Linked DNA regions of Mus musculus: region 1 is linked to region 2. A link is a contact called in public HiChIP or PLAC-seq data. All regions are on one chromosome and are shown on one strand. The core of a region is the stretch at or near the end of the contact, and the rest is flanking DNA. Distances in the headings are between cores, read along the strand shown.

What was found. HiChIP or PLAC-seq counts read pairs in DNA pulled down with a chosen protein or histone mark.
Region 1: a contact with region 2 is called in an H3K27ac HiChIP or PLAC-seq map of a colorectal cancer cell line, with 2.6 times the contacts expected there. The contact joins two enhancer-like sites. A contact is called at or near these places in 1 of 15 datasets of contacts at CTCF or cohesin (the NIH/3T3 cell line), 2 of 484 Hi-C or Micro-C datasets (group 2 innate lymphoid cells and nephron progenitors) and 2 of 115 datasets of contacts at active chromatin or transcription factors (a colorectal cancer cell line and pancreatic cancer cells).

The regions. Positions count from the first base shown.
Region 1 is chr5:101,249,036-101,251,949 of GRCm38.p6, reverse strand. No RefSeq gene overlaps it. Among named protein-coding and RNA genes, the nearest start is that of Gm36851, 11 kb to the right of the region's middle. Within about 2 kb of position 1,324, at least 15 of the 459 cell types and tissues checked have an H3K27ac peak or open chromatin away from gene starts, as enhancers often do. A contact at or near this core is called in a colorectal cancer cell line, where this site is marked.
Region 2 is chr5:101,119,460-101,122,159 of GRCm38.p6, reverse strand. No RefSeq gene overlaps it. Among named protein-coding and RNA genes, the nearest start is that of Gm36851, 120 kb to the left of the region's middle. Within about 2 kb of position 1,364, at least 10 of the 459 cell types and tissues checked have an H3K27ac peak or open chromatin away from gene starts, as enhancers often do. A contact at or near this core is called in a colorectal cancer cell line, where this site is marked.

The sequences.
Region 1 (2,914 bases), core at 75-2,574, 130 kb before region 2:
TTAAGTGTCCAATACAATCTGAATGCAAATAATGAAGACAAAACCTGTCTTCTTTTGTTACTGATCTGAAGAGATTTCTCTCACCATTGTATAATGTTAGCTTCATGATGTTATTTTAAGATTCTTATTTTATTATTGAGAAATTTCCTTCCAGTTTCTACATTTCAGGAATCTTTTAAAGATTTATTTTTAGGTATTTTAAACTATTTATTTTATTTTATGTGTATGGCTGTTTTACTCACAAGTATGTTTATGCACTACATGTGTGCCCTGAACCTGCAGGTATCAGAAGAGGGCACTGAATCCCCTGACACTGGAGTTGTGGACAGCTGTGAGCCACCGTGGGTGCTGGGGAACTTGTATCTTCTGCAAGAACAAAAAGTGCTCTGAACTGCTGAGCCATCTCTACAGTCCTTGATTTATTTATTTTTATTTTATGTACATGAATTTTTCCTTTCATGTATGTCTGTGCACCACATCCATGCAACATCTGCAGAGACCAAGAGGAGGTATCTGATCCTCTGGAACTGTAGTTCCACATAGTAGTGAGCCACCTTGTGAGTCCTGGGAACTCCAGGTCATCTGCTGGAGCAACACGTAGTCATAGAGAAATAGTGACTTTTATCAAATACCTTTCTCCCATAAGCATTATAATAGTCATTCAAATTGGGGTATGGGAGGTTAAAAGTATGCATTTTAATCCCCAGAGGAGACATAAAAAATGATGCAAGCAATTATGGATATAAAAGGTAATAGAAAAGACTGAAAATGTGATCTTAGAAAGAAAGTCAGTAAGAACAAATGGAGTGAGTAGCCCAAAAGCAAGACAGATACTGGAGTTATCATGTCACAATCAACAGAGATGCCAGTCACTATGTCACAATCAAACAAGACCAAAGTTATCATGTGACAATCAACAAAGACCTGAGATACCTTGTTACAGTCAACAGAGACCTGAGTCATCATCTCACAATCAACAGAGATCCAAGTTACCATGTCACAATCAACAAAGACCCGAGTCACTATGTCAACATCAACAGAGACCTGAGTCATCCCATCACAATCAACATAGACACAAGTCACCATGTCACAATAAACAGAGACTCAAGTCATCACATCACAATCAACAGAGACCCAATTTATCATGTCACAATCATCAGAGACCCAGGTTGCCATGTCACAATCAATAGAGACTTGAATCGCCATGTCACAGTCAACAGAGATCTGAGTTATCACATCAGAATCATTAGAGACCCAAGTCATCCCCTCATGGTCAACAGTGATCTGAGTCACCATGTCACAATCAACAGAGACCTGAGTCACTTTGTCACAATCAACAGAGACACAAGTCATCACATCACAGTCAACACAGACTGAGTCATCATTAGGGTCAACAGAGACCGGAGTCATAAATAATGTCATGGCCACACTAAATCTGAGGACTTTTTATTGTCTGTGTGTGTGTTGTAAAACGCACCCTAATATTTTATTTTTGTTTATTCTCATCTATATAAATTTTACAATGCTAAACAAAGACTCCCTTTCAGTATTTAATGACACACATGACATTCCTGAGGTTCCTCCTTCTCCTCAGCTACAAGTCCCCTCAGCTGTAGATGTCATCTTGTGTTTTTACAGTTCAGTTGAGCTGGTGTGGAATTCTCACCTCGTATTTTCAGTTTTCAATAATTTGATTGTGACAATACCTCAGCATGGCTTTCTTGACCTTGTTGTTTACCCTTCTGAGGTCTGCTGAACTGGGGTCTTATGTATCACTGCTCTGATCACATTTGGTTTTTTTCATCCATTATTTCTTCAAGGAAATTCTCTTTCCTTTCTTTCTGGGGCTCAATCACTAAAGAACATTTTTGATGCCTTAGGTGTCTTTGTTTTCTTTCTTTCTCTGATCACTGCAGTGAAATAATTTAATTGATATTCGCTAAAGTTTTGTTGATGCCTTTCCCTCTCCCACACAATTTTAAATCTATCAAAAATGTGAGTTTCTAACATTTCATTTTCCATTTAAACCTTCTCACTGTTTTTTCTGGAGCTTGTGTTCTCATGGTTACTTATAAGTATGGTGATGGTGAAGGACCTTTACATTGGTGCATCTCTTCAGTGGTGGAGGAACACAGACTCTTATATCTTATGCCCATCATTAAATCTCCAATGATGACAACAGGGAAATTTACCTAAAGTATTTAAGGGCATATGTAAAATGAGATAGAGATAATACAGTTGTGTGGAAGAGCAAAGAGAATGTGATATCCATACCATGTAAGAAAAGAATGGAGATTAAGAACTGGACCAGCCTTAGGATGCATGTAGGGGTCTCTGTCCTAGAGAAGTTCAATGATGGATTACGGCAATGCTCATGACCTAGAATTACTCCTAAATCAGAAGTAGGCCACTGGGCAAATGCCCTTCAAAACCAATATTAGACACAGAGTTTTAAATCTAGATCTTGGAAAAATATCACAATTACTCTTAAAATCCAGCATCCTGGAGCTGAAGAGCACGAGAAGAATTTTTATGGAGGACTTACCTGCCTAAATCCTTCCACTAACGTGACTCACAGCAGCAGCACAGCAGTGCTATGTCGTGCTGAGTTAGACTGAAGATCTGTTTTATGTCTTGTTCAAGTCCAGCTCATCTGTGACTGTGCCATTCTCATGAAAATATGAAAGCTTTTAGGAGATAGTCTAAAGTCGGAGCCAGGGCCAAGCTGGCAAGTGAACATGAGAGTCACGTGCCAGATGAAAAGGAATTCTGTAATAAATTTAGTAAGTACACCAGGGCTAGCATCTCATTGTGCTTCCATGAGAAAATTAAAACAACAACAACAACAACAACCAGTAGAAATGCATGAAATTATATTTCTTGTCCCAGAACTGAGAGCACATGTGGGTTAAAA
Region 2 (2,700 bases), core at 115-2,614:
CTGTGTACATGTCTGATGTTGTTCGGGACCATATTGGCTTTGTCACTACACTTTTGTGGTGTATTTTGAGGTGAGTAGTGTGATGTTTCCAGCTGCATGCCTTTTATTTTGAAGTGCATTGGCTACCTGTGGTCTTAAGTATTTCCAAACAGACTTTAGAATTTAATCTGAATCTATGAAGAATATCACTGTAATTTTTATGAGCTTACATGGATACTGTAGATTGCTTTGGGTCATATCACCATCTTCAAAACATTCATCCTTCCAGTGACAGTTTGAACACAAGTCCAGGTTTCTTTGAGCACAAGTCTCTCTCACAGCAGATGGCAGTAGTTATGAGCTATGGCCTATGAAAACCCTGTTGCTGGGCTATGACCTTAGCCTTCTGAGAGGTATTGTGCCCTCAAACATCATGTCTTTATATAAATCTCCACCTAACCCCTTTTTTTGGCACAGCCTTATTCTGTTGAGAGGTTGGGAATAGTACATGACTCTGGTGGAGCTACACAGAAGTTTGTGTTCAGGCATCATCGCCTGCAGTCATGACCCTAGCTGGAGACTGAGAGTCCTGGGAGGATTGTAGAAGCTGTTTCTCTCTGCTTCAGTGGAACCATGAGAATGAACTTCTGGGTTGCATGTGATAGCAAGCTACCTGAAGACTCAGCCTGATAAACCAGTAGTCTACAGGCATAAAGGATGGAAATGAAAATATTACCAGAAAATGCAAAAGCTGGACATTTATGCAACTTCTAGAAGAGTAAAAATAAAGTCAACTCATAAAGCACAGATTTTTTTTAATACTCACTAAATACTTTGTGCACTGATACTATTTTAACTCTGTTTAAGCCAATTCCTTGCATAATTCAAAACTGGCAGAAAAGTAGACATTGCACACATTACATGCTCCATTAGAATTATAGTCACCGCCAAAATAAGACAAACAGAGATTCCAGAGCCTTAGGCAATTTAGAAAGGAAAATAAAAATACCCTTGAACCTCAGTAAAAAGAATCTAAGAATCAATTTTTCAAAGCTACCCATAGTGGTTGAAAATAGCAACATCACAGCACAGAGCTCTGGGACTTAGCACAGTTCTGTTTTAGGGCATGTTGTTGCTATTGTTATTGGATCTCCCCCAAGAGGTCACTGTGGCTTGTAGCCAAGAGCCATTCTGGGGGCACTGATTACCCAGGCATGCCAGAGGACCTCACTTAAGCAACCATGATATAAGCAAAGCAAAACAGACATCAATAGTCATTGCTTCTATAACCAGAAAAAAAAATTCACTTCAAATAACTAATCCCTGTGGGTTCTCTTTAAATAGTAGGTAACCAATGCGCCTCAGTGTTTATTTGCTGTCCCCTCTGCCCCCAAGTTCACAAGCAGGAAACGTAAGGCACTGACTAAAGATTAGTCAGAACTAAAGTTAAGCACTTCTGAGACGATAATTATGAAAAAGTAATTACATTAGATTGACTCAGTGTTTTGGAAACGTGCCAAATGCTCAAAATGACTAATACCTTTGCTTCTCCATCAGTCTTTGTTAGGCAAAATAACAAAACCTTCACCGAAGATGCTACCACCACCAAGATCTGGATATCACAAATTCCCCACCTGGACTAAATTTGACTGTACTCATCTGATTTCTTAGACAGTCTCAATTCCAAAATGCATAAATGATTTGCCACTAAGTAATCAGACATTTGAGTCATTTTCATATTATTTATTTTTTCATTCATATCACAAAGTCAATAATAAGGCTGTTATAGGACATTTAAATAATGCCATAAAATACAAAGTAATCATGTATAATTTTGGCAACTCAAAACAGCGACTCTTGCCATTCCAATGTTTTGTGTGCTTTTATTACAATATGAGAGCCATGCTGTGGATATTGCTTTGTAGTCTTCCCTTCTTTTCACATAATAACATACTCTAAGCTTTTTCATGGTGTCAAATTCTATTCTACCATGTCATTCTTAAAACTATATTTCAGAACATGAGTATCAAATTAATTATCAAAACAGACACCCCTATTGTAAGATTTGTGGGTTGTTTTCAATTTTTTTATTATTATAAATACTTTGCTTAAGAGGCATAAATTGCTATGGACATTTGTGTTTCTTTGGGACACACTCTTAGGAGTTAAAATGCCAGTTTTAAAAGAAACCACTCTAGATTGCCAAGAGACGCTCACCCTCCTACCCTGCCCAAGCACCATGAGTTATAACCCCTGTGCCCTCTCTAACAATTACCCTTACTAGTTTTGAAACTTTTCTTAACTGATGAGCAATTAGATAACTTTCTGTCTCTCTTCTATTCAACCACTGGAACCTGGTTATATTTTCTTTACTTGTCTGTTGAATTTGTCCAGTACTGGTTCACCTGATTCCCAGGGTGTTGTATGTACAAGAAATTAGGGTCTTGTTTCACAACTTTCCCTTGCTTAGTTTCCCTTCTGTACAACTGGTGATGGATGTTTTAATATAAAAGAACAAGAGATTGCTTTATAATAAAATAGGTTTAAAAAAAAAAGAAACAAAGTGAGGCTAGAATTTGCAACTTTAAGAACATTTACCAAGAGTCTTCATTTTGGCCCCAAAAAACCTCCAATGAGTTTTTGTCAATATATTTAAATGATTCTTAATTTGTTGGAGAAAATTTAGGAATATATAATTAGTAATTGTGTAGGTCCTTCTCA